5 separate regions of the Mus musculus genome follow, and all the other regions are linked to region 3. A link is a contact called in public HiCAR-type, HiChIP or PLAC-seq and promoter capture Hi-C data. All regions are on one chromosome and are shown on one strand. Each heading gives the region's core, a stretch centred on a gene start, on an enhancer-like site or on the middle of the called end of the contact. The rest is flanking DNA. Distances are from core to core; before and after follow the strand shown.

Region 1 (2,700 bases), core at 144-2,643, 1.3 Mb after region 3:
AAAAATTATCTTCATAGTAATTGTGCTTTACTTGGATTCTAAGCAGCAATAAAGCATAGAATACCATAACCTGAATGCAAATTCATTTAAAGCAAATGAAACAATGAATGAAAAGCATAAAAACTTTTAAAGCGTCTATGCCTTAACCAAATGTGACAACATCTTTTATATTCTGTCTCCTTCACAGTCCAAGTGTGAGATTTTCTTTCACTCGCAGGATGACTTCAAAGTTTTGAAAGGCTTTACAGTCCAGTCTTGCTCCTGCCACACTGAAGATTTGTGTACGGTAGCACCACACACAAATACAGCCGAGACATTCAGAGTGTCCTGAAAGACTTTCAAAGTTGTTTCTAAAAAAATAGAGTTATTTCTGATATTTTCTGTGTGTGTATGTATATATGTATATATATACTTATAGCTGATAGATGTATAATCAAACCTAGCTTATAAAAGAACAGCTCAATCAAGAATGTTACCCAAAAACAAATGAAAAAAAAACCATAATATTTGCTTACACACAAACAGCATAAACACCATGCTATCTAACATAAAGTTTCTGAAATAACTTTGTCTTTAAAATGCAGAATCATCTAGAAAGTTCATCAGCACTATTCAATCCCAAATATATTGGCAAAGTCATTTCTACTCCTAATCTCCTTTGTGGAAATGAAGCCTACATTAGTTTATAATCCTGTAGAACTTAAAAACAAATGAACTAACGTCTATTCTTCAGATATAGGCCAAGTTCATGCCGTCTCCAAGTAAGCAGAATCAGAAAATACAATGATGGCAAACACTGCACATGTCCCGGAAAAATGCAAATTACTTGGAATGATTTTTTATTTAAGGAAAAGAAAATGAGAGACAGTTTCAAGTCCTTGAATTTACTCACCAGTTTCCCAGATGCAGGGTTAGTAACAAGAATATCAACCTCACTCCTCTAGTTTGACTCCACAGGAGAGAAGGAGAGAAGAGGAAGGCTTTCCCAGAACCCATCGGGTTCGCTTTTACAGTCCTTCCTCCACTAGCTCAGTCCCCAAGCACAGAGTTTTGCCTCAAGCCTCAGCAACCACACAGTGAGTACAAGGAGTGGATAGGCAGTACACCTCCGAAGCAGGTAGGATGCGACTCCCAGCAGAACTGAGCTACGGAGCCAATCACACCGGGTGGATGCGGCATAAATTATCTCAAAAAGAGTTGGACCAATCAGCGTTCCACAAAGGCGGGGTTTCCCATACTAGAAATCAAGCCCAGTGGGGAAAAGGGCTCCGTTTTTTTGGAAAAGAAAAATAAACCTCTTCTCAGCCCCAGTCCCTCAGAAACATTGGTGTGGTCTTGAGAGTCGGGTTCCCGAGGGAAATGCTGCTTCTACCACTGCCCTGATGTTCTATATCGGGGCCACTACCTCTTCCCTTTCCTTGGCTAAGAATCACTTATTTGTTTATTTTTATCATTTATTTATTTATTTTAATTTGCCTTCAATTGAGAGCCCCAGGTAGTGCCCTGTGGACAGAGCCCAATTGACATTTTCTTCTCTGAAGAGAATACTGTTATTATTTTTTATTATAATTAATTATTGTTACTTAATTTTGATTCCGGACAGTGTCTTGTTTCTCTTTGCAGACAGGACCTGACACAATGCCCTGCACAGATGAGCTCTCTAGAGCTGGGGAGTGTAAAACTCAGTGAATGAAAGAGCAGGCTGGACTCATTCCCGTTAAGCACGTTTCCGTCCCCACCCCCTCCTACTGCCTGCTTTCTAGTGTGCCGGTTTGCAATGTACATCTCTCATCAGTCACTGGAAAATGACAGTAACGGAGAATACCAGGCAAGTACTCTCTTATTTTACAAACACAAAACCCATAAAACTGATTGTACTAGCTCCTTCAGTCAAAGGCGTTGTAACGTTTGACCTGGGTGATCCTGTTGTGTTACCCCTGCCCAAGTGCACTTCATTTGCATTTGTGGAGCTCCTATGTTTGGTTCCTAACTTCAGAGGCTCGGCTCTGAGTTCTCAACAGAGAGCCCAAGGGTTACCATGGCAACCAGAAAGCCTCTGGCAGCTGGAACAACTGTACTGCAAAGACCCGTGGCTGTGGAGAAACAGGCTCAGTGCCCAGCCATCTTCTGCCTTTACGCCTTGCTAAATCCGTGCTTCCCAGGGATGTCGCCCAAGGATGGGGTCCTAGGCTGCATCATTAATCACTCCACACCACCTGGAATTGCCCAAATTCAGAAATGAAGTGAAATGTACCATGTACTCACGTGAGAAGCAAACAGTTTGAAGCAGAAGTAACAGTGCTTGTGCATGCAGGGCGGTAAGGGAACTGTTGCTACAATAGCCACTGAAATCCATTAAAAGAACCGGATGAGCATGGCAGGGCTAGAGACTGATTGACTTTCTCTCTTTGTCTCTCTTCCCTATTTTTTTTTCCTTTCTTTCATGTTGCTCAGAATAGCATATATTGCTGCAAATTTTTTCTTCTTTTTGACTCCTCGTCATCTGAAAATGTGTATTGACTTTCCTCGTTCCTTTTCTCTTACTCCACACTATTTAGCATATTTCTCTTCCATAAAGTATGTTAATTAAAGCAGCTCATATCTAATAATTCAAAGAGTAATTAGGTACATTAGAATAGATTCCGGAACAAGTGCATTTAGGTGGTCCATGATGTCAATAAAAATATAAGTTCTTTTTTT
Region 2 (2,700 bases), core at 125-2,624, 1.8 Mb after region 3:
GAATTTGAGGTGAAGTTAAGGATATAGTGCATGACAATTTAACAAACCAGTAACTGAACATTTAAAACAAGAATGTATGATGCCATATAATAGGGTTTCTGAAATTAAGTCATAACTGTAAGTCTATCTGAACTTGAGTTTTATAATAAAAAAATAAACAAAAAGCATCCCTTTAGCATACCTGATATATTATTATTATGTTTTATTTTTGTCTTCCGAATATATCAATGTTGTTTGTCATCTATCCTCTATTGCAGCATGAAAAAAAATGTTTAAAAGCTACTTAATATTGATGTTGCTTCTATGGTAGCATAGTAGTGCCACAGCATATGCATACTTAATTAGATTTAATTAGGAGTGGGCATAAAAGTACAGACAGATATAGGTGACAGACAGAAGATAATAAAGTAAAAATAAGATAATCAAAAAGGAAAAAAACTATACCGATCAAAAAAACCGCATCTCCTGCTCTGCTCCGTAAGGCCACAGCCTTCTGTTCTCAGTTTTGCTTCGTCAACAGACTCTATGTGACACATCTATTACACAAATGTATCTGTCATGTATATCTTGGCAATTTAATATATTGGAATGTGTATAAAAGAGGGCTATATTAAAATGAGTAAACCTATGTAGAAATTAACTTTCAAAATGTTGTAAGTTACTTAAAACTCACACATCGAATTTGGCATTTCCTCACCCCACTTCATGGGACCCAAGCTCCAAACAGCAATCTTAAAGGTGACTTTTCTGATGGAATGTGAAGGACTTCACATCAGTAACACAGCAACACAGTAGGGATCAGAGCTGACGGTACTAGATAATGTGGTACTTACACTCTACATCTCACAGTACCAGCCTTTAACAACCACTCACTAGCAGTCTGAACCTGCCATTGTCAATACTGTCAATCGTGCCTCCATTTGAAGCATTAAACAATTACAATTTCTTAGTAAGAGTTTACTTTAAGTCCCCTTACCTTCAAAACATTTCCATGAAATATCTATTATTCCTGTCTACTTTATCACAACCCAAAGGGAGATGAGACAGGTGGTTGCAGGACTAAGGATCTGAACACAGATCTAAAATCAACTCAGTAGCAAACTGCCTTAAAGCCAAACACTAACAAGAACAATGAATTAAATGAGCAGAAAGCTGTTTTAAAAATATATATTTTGCTTTCATTTCTGCAGTGGTAGTATTTATCTTTTAAATGATCTTCTGTGTAAGTCATATTAAAACCCTCTTACATGTATTACTTAACGATCAGCCCATGCACCTCTCTTCACATCCTGTTTGTCAGACACTCATTAGTTACGGGTGTGTGTCTGATTGGAAGATCTTTCATTTCAAGAAAATGTGAAGTGTTTCCATGGAGATCAGCTTGAGATAGCCCAGTGACGAACTTCTTGGCTATAATTTCACATTGGTTTCTATGGTTTCCAGATAGGAGAAGAAAATGAAGTTGCAGATTTTTTTTTTTTTTTGGTAATGTAAAAGGTTATTGGAAAATAAGAGATACTGCTCAAATTAATGTCATCTCCCCGAGGAACGCAGCTGCTGCCAGCGCAAAGCATGGAAGATTTTATGTCATATGAATACATTCATATGCTTTTTTTTCTGTATCTGTCATGACGAGGAACCATTCTAACGCTTAAACAGTGTTATAAAATTAGCAGACACCTTTCTCAAAAGGGAGGCCTTTCATCAGTGAGATGCTTTGGTAATGGTTATTAATAACTAGCTCATGATCACATTTCTTACATCAAATCTTTTAACGTCACATAGTATATATGTCAAATTAGTAAAGAACTATGGTACAGCGATATACATCTTTAGTGACAGAGAATTGTGTAACTGCCATTTGAAATAATAATTCTAAGTTGAATAATACCATCTCACAGTGCTAAAGAATTGTTTCCCTGTGAATCTGGTGTATTTTCAATAAGCAGCAAATTCATAGAACTACTTAATCAGAGCCAGGATTTACAGGCTTTGAAATCAAAAAGCGATTATAGGAATGGTTCCTCTCACTATTATCCTCAGGGTTCCACTAGTGAGGCTGTTACCAGGAATGACAGCAGTGGTATCATTAAAGTGGAAGTTAACAATGCTACCCTGAGACAACCAACTGAGTGAATCTGTATTGGATACTTTCTCCTGACCTGAGATGAGTGTAACTCTTTCTGAATACTTTGTAGAAATGTGAGCTCCTGCATAGGAGCCCCTGCCTACCCCATTGTCTCATTCCTAACTGACAGAAAATATAAGTTTGTAAATGTCTTATGGGAAAAAGTTTCAGAGGAATTAGTAATATGAAGCAGACATGTATGTAAGTGGTCTCGAGTTATCTAATTACAATCCTCAGTGGAAATCAAATTCCTATTTTTAATTTTTTTTAAGGAATATGGGCTAGGATTACCTATAGTTACTCATTTAGTCACCATTTCAACATCATTGACAGCCTAACTACCAACTCCTGTTCTGAATGTAAATTCACAGAAAGCATTCCAAGCCTATTTTCTTACAGATTTCACATGGTGAAAATAAACAGAAAAATAAAAGCTTTCTAGAAAGTCAGATAGTGAAAAAATTATAAAGAAAATATCATCCTGAGTGAGGTAACTCAGTCACAAAAGAACACACATGGTATGCATTCACTGATAAAAGGATATTAGCCCAAAAGACAGGTATATCCAATAT
Region 3 (2,700 bases), core at 94-2,593:
TTAATAATCTAACATCAAAAATAACTTCAGAGTTATATCCAAAACTCCTAAACAACGGCTGGCTCTCACAGATATGTACTTCTAATATGATTATTCAACAAACAACCAGAAGAAAAAACAAACAAACAAAAAAAAAAAAAAAAAAAAAAACCAAAAAACAGTAAGGACCAGAAAAAGAACTTCACAGCGCTCCGGTATATCTAAGTTTTTCACACGTGCCAGGGCTCACTCCGTGTTAAACACTAAACGAGGCTCCACAGGCACACATTTAATGAGTTGACCCTGTTGCTTTAGAGTATTCGATTAACTTAATACTTTCTGAATTTCTGGTTATCCCCCACTTTCGAGGTAGAAACTGCAACTCAAATACTGCAGAAGTTACAAAGCTATTACGTTTTGGAGGGAACTGGACTTAAAACACATTTCAAATGTTTTATCCATATGGAATCACTAATAATAACTTGTAAAAGACTCTGGGCCCCTCTCCTTGGCTCCAGTAGATCTTAAAAGGAGTCAGAGAACCAGTTAGGTATCACAGTGTATTCATGCACTTGAGCTAAAATGAGAAACACTGCAAGGAAGCAACCAAAGGTCAGGCAAATTGTTTGGTTTTTACTCTGAAGGGAGTGCTCTTAAGGGAGTTCACCTCCAAAATTTCTCAGTGAACCCCCCTCACTCAGTATAAATTATTTTTATTCAGATGTCGAATACGCTCCTTTTCCTTGTTTTACAGTCATCAGAAACCTCAACTGTGGATGCTTTCTGATTCGGCATCGTGGCCAGGTAGCATTTAAACAAACAAACGCCAATTTGTCTTTAAGTGCTTACTGCAGGTGCCGATTCATTTGGGCAGGGCACCCCAGGGAAACTGGCTGAACCCAAGTCCCTGAACTCTCTATGGGGAGGTAACTTCTACACTGCGGAACTTTCACAGCTTTGGGCAGCCCAACAATCCACGCACGGGGTGTGCTGAGCTGCAGTGCTGAGCTTCTGCAACCCCCTCCCCAGATCTGCCTGCGCTGGGCCAGGACTGCTCTACCCTAAGCAGCCCGCGGCAGAGTGAGGACAGGGGGCGGACCGGCGCTGGAAACCTCCCGTGGCTCGGCTAAGGCCGATTGCACACCCCGGGCTCAGGGGCGTCAGGCAGGGGCGCCCAAGCCCTGCTAGACTTCACTCCGGGTCCGGGAATCTGCGACAACGAGCCGCGTCCAAGCCCCGCTTCGGAGCTGTGTCCCCCCTAAACTCACCGGCGGACCTACAGCCTCATCCAACGACCGAAGAGCCGGAGCTAACACACCCAGCAACCCGCCAGCGACTCCAGCCGGTGAGGACTGAGGAAGCCTGAGAACCCGGATGCAAACACAAACACAGGAAGGGACTCGGGAGGACGCTGCGCATGCGTACTGCCAAAGGTGGGGCAGGGGAGAGTGGAGCACTATCACCTGTGGCTTTTCCACCTAAGGGATGTGCTGGGCAGTCTACAGTCCTTGGGTCAGTCACCTGTCACCTCTCTCTTTCGTTAAGTCCTTCAGAAGCTGAATTGTGGTAGACTCCTTGTAGGATTGTAATGAACGATATATGACCTACTCGATCACTTCACCCCAGATATTTGCTATTCACTCTTCTCAACATCATCAACTGGCTCTCAAAAGGAATAAGAAGAGTTTATTCTGGAGTCAAGCAGGGATGCCTATGGTTAGAGAACTAGATTCCAATTAGCCCAAATACTCTCTTCCAAAGATGCAATCGTTTCATGGGGCATTTTTAGTAACAGAACAAAGGGAAAATCATAACAATATGCTTTTCAAAGGCGTTGAAGCATCAGATAGAAAGCTCCAACAAAATGGAAAATCCCTGTTATATACCTCAGTTGTTGCCTGATGATGTCTCTGGCATCTAAGTTTCTATTTGTTCCAAGAGCATTTCCCTACTAGGTTACACACACAAAGTAGGTAATAAGTGGTCATATAAAGCATTGAAACACCCCAAGATAATTTGTCTCAGCATTTCAAACAAAGAGTATGTTATAATCCCCTCTGATGGTTTAAAATAGGTGCAGTGTTACTTTGCGAGCACAGTAACTGTTCATTGAAATCCTAAGAACTCTTATCAAAATTAAGTTTGCAGAGAGGAAAAACCGAAACCCAGGATGATCTCAGAAAGTGGAACATAGATTATAGTATTGTGTAGTTTGTACTGAATAATTCTAAGGGGGTAGAGGAAGCCGACATAAACTCTGAACGTGTGTCTCAGTTTTTGTAAAGGTCAAAAAAAGTAAGTAAGCAGCAGTCACTTTTAGCCAACCTCTAGACTGAAGTCGGGGACCCCTATGGAAGAGTTAGGGGAAGGACTGAAGGAGCTGAAGGGGATGGCAACCCCATAGGAAGAACAACAGAGCTCCCGGAGACTAAGCCACCAACCAAAGAGCATGCATGGGCTGGTCTGTGGCCCCAGCTACATATGTAGCAGAGGACTGCCTTGTCTGGCCTCAGTGGGAGGGGATGGGCTTGGTCCTATAGAGAACTGATGCCCCAGAGAAGGGGGATGCTAGAGGGGTGTGGTGGGAGTGGGTGTGTGGGTGGGGTACTATCCTCTTAGAGGCAAAGAAGAGGAGTGATAGCACTGGGGTCTTGTGGAGGGGGTACTGGGATGGGGTCAACACTTGGAATGTGAATAAATAAAATAATTAATAAAAAACAA
Region 4 (2,700 bases), core at 10-2,509, 1.5 Mb before region 3:
GGGAATGAAAGGAAGAGAGAAATTATGAAATTATATTTTGTTATGAAAAAATTAAACTGTTTCTCTAAATGTATATTACTAATAAATTTTCCTGTTTTAAAAATAATGTTAATATTATGGGGGGGAAGAACTCCACTAAACAATGAAGGTTCAAAGATTAATAACACCGAATTCCTATTCTGAGAGAATGTTGGTTCATTCTTATGAAAAATATCACACGTTGGTATTGTAAAACATAATATGAACACAGGAGCTTTTAGGGGACAGAGGTAGGACATACTGACCCAACTGTGTAAATCTTAGTAATACTTGGTTGGCCCCAGACAGTGTCTTTTAGACCTGGGTCTGCATGGGAAGCAGCAGGCCACTGACCCATTTCTTGCCAGAAGGCATCGTCTCTGGGAGTCTCAGCAGCTATCTCTAAACTTGGCTCAGCTTCTGCCACAAGAACCGGTTTTCCTGAGGCCACTTCCTCTTTCTCACATCCTGCCTTGGCTCTGGCCCCTGCCATTGCTGTGGATGGCATGGCATTCCCTCTCCTGTCTACCTGGCCAAGTGTCTGCCAGTGTAGCCAGCCGCCCACACGCCTTGTGTCTCTGCTTTCCTTGTCACACCTGTCACCCCAGGCCTAGCCTGCATGTTCTGGATAGAGTCAAAGGCACTCTCTTCTGGCTTGATTTCTCATGTTTTTGTACACCAACCCAGAATTATTTTTTCCTCTTGGAAATGGTTTTAGCTCCAAACCACAGAGGACACTATTCGACAGGGCTTAAAACATACAGGATACGACATTTTACGGAGGAAGTTTGGAAGTAGCTGTTGCTAAGGCTATTTGGTGGGTTAATATGTGATAAAGAGCTGGGCTTTTTTCTGAGGTTGCATTTGCATTATAGTGGGGCAGGGGAGATCAGCGTGCTCTCTTGGGGTTCTCTCTCTCATTTATAAAACAATTTAAGAGTGAGCTCAAATGGAAGCTCAAGGACAGTCTCATTAGTGCTTAAAACAAAAACAAAAACAAAAACAAACAAACAAACAAAACAAACCAGGGAAGGCAAGCTGTGCACTTAAGCTGCTTCCTGGCAGAGGAGAATGGAAGAGAGGAAGATCAAAAACAAAGACAAAAAGACAAAAACCAAACACATGCCCTTTAAACTGTCATGGAGGTTAGAAACTTGACAAACGGCCACACAGAGGATGGGGAGAGAGGTTTTCGAGAAAGAGGAAGGAAGACCAGACAGTTAGGGGAAAGCCCTAAGTGTCAGGAAAAGCTGGCTAGAAGAGGAAGAGAGAAATTGGAAGTTATACTTTCCCAAATACTTTGTGAAAGCGGATACTGTTGATCTTACATAGCTGTGGTCCACAAGCTGCTACAATAGATGCGGGGATTTGGGGAAGAAGACTTATAGTTCTTAAGGACTAATGATCCCACCCATCTCTTTAGCTTGACTAACGTGAGCTTCCCTTCCAGGGCTGGTCTCTTACTCAAAGCAACTGAACCAGCCCAGATGGAATGTTAGGTCTTCACCAGGGCAGAGATTCGATTCTTTTGACCAGAAGTTTTTCCTTAGTGGTCCTTTTTATTATATTATACTTTGTGATCCTTAGTGTATGTATGTACTACAGAACAAATAAGGCACTGCCTTAGGGGTTTGAAAGCCCACACAAGATAAGAAATAGAAAGGTAGAGGGGCAAATAACAATATTCTGTCCAGGAGTTACTGTTTTATTAGGAAAAGAAAAGTCTAGAAACATCCTCAGTATTCTCCTCCTCCTCCTCCTCCTCCTGCTCCTCCTCCTTCTCCTCCTCTTCCTTCTCTTCCTCCTCCTCCTCCTCCTCCCCTCTCCTCCCTCTTCTCTCTCTTTCTCTCTCTTCCCTCCCTCGTCCTCTGTCTCTCATTCTTCTTCCATACATTACATGCCAACCACAATTTCCCCTCCATTCTTCTCAGTCCCTTCCCATACCTCCTTGCCCCCAGATCCATTCCTCTTGTTTCCCTTCAAAAATGAAGTGCAGGCCTCCCAGGGAGATATCACATTAGAATAAGACTAGATACAAACCTTCATATTAAAGCTGGATAAGGCAACACAGTAGGAGAAAAAGGGTCCTAACTGAAGGCAAAAGAGCTAGAGATAAGCCCTTCCTTCCACTGTAGGGATCCCCACAGGAACACCAAGCTACACAGCTATAATGTATGTAAGGGACATAGGTCAGACCCATATAGGCTCCCTCCTTGATTGTTGGTTCAGGTTCTGTGAACCAACTGAACCAACTGAACCAAGGGAGCCCTGATTAGTTGATTCTTTGGGCTGTGTTCTTGTGGTGTCCTTGACCTCTCTGAGTCCTACAATCAGTCCTTCTTCCCACTATTTTTGTGAAATTCCCTTGGTCCAGCTTAGTGCTTGACTCTGGGTCTCTGCATCTACTCCCAGCAGTAGCTGTGTGTATGTAGCCTCTCTGCTGAGGATTGGGTTAAGCACTGATGAGTATATAGGAATTTCATTAGGAATCATTTCGTTGCTTTTTTTTTTTTTTTTTTTTTTTTTTGCCATCCATGTGTTGGTATCTATCATCTAATCATTTTTCTCTCTCCATCTCCAGGCCCAGAGCTTTTTAACGGACAGGTTTGCGTCTTCTAATATTATAATTGTAGTGATTATATTACTGCATGCTGGAGCAAGCAGCTTCGACAGCACAATGCC
Region 5 (2,700 bases), core at 69-2,568, 1.7 Mb before region 3:
CACACACAGCCTTTATATTTACAATATGTCTTCGGCAGCCCAAAGCTGGGCAGCTGCCTGCCCTCCATGCTGTTAGAATCTATTTTCCTATTGGTAACACTGAGTTGTTATTTACAATTTACAGTGTTTCATCTAGGCTACTCTTAACTCCAAATGGGCAGCCCTCCCTGCCCATTTGTATTTTTATTCCTCAGCTATCTCCTGGTGGCCTCTCCTTCTCTCTTCCTTAAAGTTCCCCTTCTTTCTTTCTCCCACCCCAAGACCTAGAAACCTAAATCCCGCCTAGAGAAACCTAAATCCTGCCTATGTCTCTTCGGCCCAGCTATTAGCTGTTGGCATCTTTATTTACTAATTGCAATGACCTGGGGGCAGGGTCATTTTGTATCTATGTGTGAAGTCCCTGCCCTTGGGGAGCTTACTAGCCAGAGGATAAGGACACAGAAAGATCCATTTGTTAGGAAGCAAAGAATGAAAACTAAAGCCAAGGGCATCCCCACAATGACATTTATCCTCAGCAGAGATGCACACAGCAAGCTCCCGACAGCCTTTCGGGAGTCTCCTCAGCCTGGGCCATTAACCAGGGACCTACATCAAGTCTCAGTGACCGCGGAATGACAGAATGTGCGGTGGATTCTATGCTATACATTAGAAAACCAAATTCAGTGTATTGCACTTAGACCTTCAGAGTCGCACTAACAGGAATGACACACAGAGATCCGATCAGCATGCTGACTTCTGGTTATAAACCAGAGACCCCACACCCAGGATTCTTTCATTCACCCTTTTCCTGGCTCCCAATTGGCTGACAGGCAGCGGACGCACAACACAGAGTGGCCAAAGGAACAAGGCCATTTAGTCATGTTTGCTCTAGACAACTGAAAGGGCCTCCTAAAAATTTGTCCTTTACAAGTCCTTACATTGTTCCTTTTGTAAACTGAACATGGTATTCTCTATCATCACAAACATTTTAAATTGCCATTTGCTAAGAGGGAAATGAAAGCTTAGAGGTGTCTAAGCATAGCATGCTTTTCTTAGTCACGACTAGACTAGCTTAACACTTCTGCGTTATAACACTCAACAGAAAATAATAGAAGGCATGGGGCCGTCTGCTCTTGGTTGCTTTAAAGTTTATGTCCTCAGTTTTGAGCAGCCAGGGAGGCTGAGTATTTTGTAAACTATAGGCTCTAAAACTCCCTGCTTCCTTCAGGCAAGAACCTTTGGCAGTCTGGGGCCCCTGCGTATGACTGGGCCTGTTGTTTGCCCAGTAGTCCTCTCCCTTTCTTGTTAGGAACGCCACACTGAGTAATGTGCTCAGCTGGAAACCTCCACTCCCCAGCTTCTCCAGCAGATGGGAGTGAATGCAAATGAGGCGTTGGTCACTGTGTGTCACTTGCAGGAAAATCCTTTATTCCCCTTCCATAGTTTACTTGGCACGGAACTCCTATAGGTTAGCTGAGACCCAGCAACCATGCTGTGGACTTTATGAGCGGCCTGTGTGCAGGCCGGGAGAGCAGAAAAGCCCAGGGAGCCAACATCTCTTGGGACTTGGTGTGGCAGGCGTGGCTGACCTTGACTGGCTACTTCTACACTAGCTTTTGAGAGAGCAAGACAGTATTCTAGGTGAGCAATGGGTATTTCAGTCTGTGATTATGACCACTGTGTTCAGACGCTGGAATAGCAGGAAAGAAGCCTGAAGTATGTAGCCTTCTGTTCTATCTATCCTTGCTCTCTGGATGTAGCCTTCTGTTCTATCTATCCTTGTTCTCTGGATGTAGCCTTCTGTTCTATCCATCTATCCGTGCTTTCTGGGAATGTATCTGTGAGTGCTCAGTATTATTTCTGAACTGAAGCTTCCCAAGTTCAATTGTTTCCCTGTACCTAACTTCATTATTTCCAAGAATCTTAAAAACATGTCAATTTTCCGTGTGTTCCTTTTTTTTTTTTTTTTTTTTTAAATCTAGTCTAGACCTAGCTAGCCCAGGCTGACCTTCAATATACAGCAATCCTCTTGCTTTGGCCTCCCAAGTGTTTAGATTACAGGTGTGAACAATCACACCCAGCAAACATGACCAACTTGGCTGTGTTATAACTATCAAGTTTGAAGTATTCTCTTCTTGTACTGAGCCTCTTTGACTGGTTTGGTAGAGTCCTCCCCACTGTCAGGTTCGAGACGGTAAGGAAGAATTCCTCAGAATGCACTTCAGAACCAGAACCCCAGGAGGCACCTGGGTGGGTCCACACCCACAGTTTCTTCAGGGCACCACCTAAGAAGCTTCGTTTTCAGGCACTGGGATCTCATTTCGTAAAGTGAAAATAAAAAACAACAACAAAAGCTATTGATCGAGAACCCTCTCTTCAAAAACAAAGTAGAGAGTGAGTGTGTGTGTGTGTGTGTGTGTGTGTGTCTGCTGTCTGGCTCTTGCCCTTCACTCCCTATAGAGTTCAACCTTTGTGTACCTGTGACACCCCAGACTCCCCTGCCCTGAGGCTTCTGCCCTGGCTGTCCCTCTACCTGCAACACTCTCTCCCCAGGTCTACAGCAAATTAGGAAGGCGAGCCCACCCAGCCTCCTTCATCCTCAGGTCTATTCACCCACTTTACACATCTGGCCTTGGCTGTTTTTCCAACAACTTTTATCAAATAACAAAACTCAACAATCTGACGGGTTTTGCTTTGTTCCTTCTTCATAGCGATGTGCAC

Evidence for each region. Promoter capture Hi-C pulls out the DNA fragments that hold promoters and counts their contacts. HiCAR-type assays count read pairs that join an accessible place to other places. HiChIP or PLAC-seq counts read pairs in DNA pulled down with a chosen protein or histone mark.
Region 1: a contact with region 3 is called in a HiCAR-type map of astrocytes, with 4 times the contacts expected there. The contact joins the promoter of Gabrg1 here to the promoter of Gnpda2 in region 3. A contact is called at or near these places in 7 of 39 promoter capture datasets (the 3T3-L1 cell line, cranial neural crest, embryonic stem cells and 4 more), 1 of 484 Hi-C or Micro-C datasets (cerebral cortex) and 1 of 115 datasets of contacts at active chromatin or transcription factors (astrocytes).
Region 2: a promoter capture Hi-C map of hippocampal neurons shows a contact between it and region 3, with 8 times the contacts expected there. The contact joins the enhancer-like site here to the promoter of Gnpda2 in region 3. A contact is called at or near these places in 10 of 39 promoter capture datasets (the 3T3-L1 cell line, cranial neural crest, frontonasal cranial neural crest and 6 more).
Region 4: a contact with region 3 is called in an H3K27ac HiChIP or PLAC-seq map of acute myeloid leukemia, with 8 times the contacts expected there. The contact joins the enhancer-like site here to the promoter of Gnpda2 in region 3. A contact is called at or near these places in 6 of 39 promoter capture datasets (the C10 cell line, cranial neural crest, liver and 2 more) and 2 of 115 datasets of contacts at active chromatin or transcription factors (acute myeloid leukemia and stem cell-derived neural progenitor cells).
Region 5: a promoter capture Hi-C map of hippocampal neurons shows a contact between it and region 3, with 8 times the contacts expected there. The contact joins the enhancer-like site here to the promoter of Gnpda2 in region 3. A contact is called at or near these places in 4 of 39 promoter capture datasets (the C10 cell line, cranial neural crest, hippocampal neurons and 1 more) and 3 of 115 datasets of contacts at active chromatin or transcription factors (astrocytes, forebrain and large pre-B cells).

Annotation. Positions count from the first base shown.
Region 1 is chr5:70,841,224-70,843,923 of GRCm38.p6, forward strand. It overlaps Gabrg1 (gamma-aminobutyric acid (GABA) A receptor, subunit gamma 1), which reads right to left and starts at 1,394. Exons shown (of 9, transcript NM_010252.4): 1 at 893-1,394. The coding sequence starts at 996.
Region 2 is chr5:71,438,992-71,441,691 of GRCm38.p6, forward strand. No RefSeq gene overlaps it. Among named protein-coding and RNA genes, the nearest start is that of Cox7b2, 110 kb to the right of the region's middle. Within about 2 kb of position 1,375, at least 18 of the 459 cell types and tissues checked have an H3K27ac peak or open chromatin away from gene starts, as enhancers often do. A contact at or near this core is called in hippocampal neurons, where this site is marked.
Region 3 is chr5:69,590,961-69,593,660 of GRCm38.p6, forward strand. Gnpda2 (glucosamine-6-phosphate deaminase 2) reads right to left here and starts at 1,344. Exons shown (of 7, transcript NM_001038015.2): 1 at 1,248-1,344.
Region 4 is chr5:68,048,487-68,051,186 of GRCm38.p6, forward strand. The region is part of intron 1 of Grxcr1 (glutaredoxin, cysteine rich 1); the gene reads left to right. Among named protein-coding and RNA genes, the nearest start is that of Grxcr1, 18 kb to the left of the region's middle. Within about 2 kb of position 1,260, at least 51 of the 459 cell types and tissues checked have an H3K27ac peak or open chromatin away from gene starts, as enhancers often do. A contact at or near this core is called in acute myeloid leukemia and pre-B cells, where this site is marked.
Region 5 is chr5:67,841,188-67,843,887 of GRCm38.p6, forward strand. The region is part of intron 1 of Atp8a1 (ATPase, aminophospholipid transporter (APLT), class I, type 8A, member 1); the gene reads right to left. Among named protein-coding and RNA genes, the nearest start is that of Atp8a1, 4.9 kb to the right of the region's middle. Within about 2 kb of position 1,319, at least 56 of the 459 cell types and tissues checked have an H3K27ac peak or open chromatin away from gene starts, as enhancers often do. A contact at or near this core is called in astrocytes, forebrain and hippocampal neurons, where this site is marked.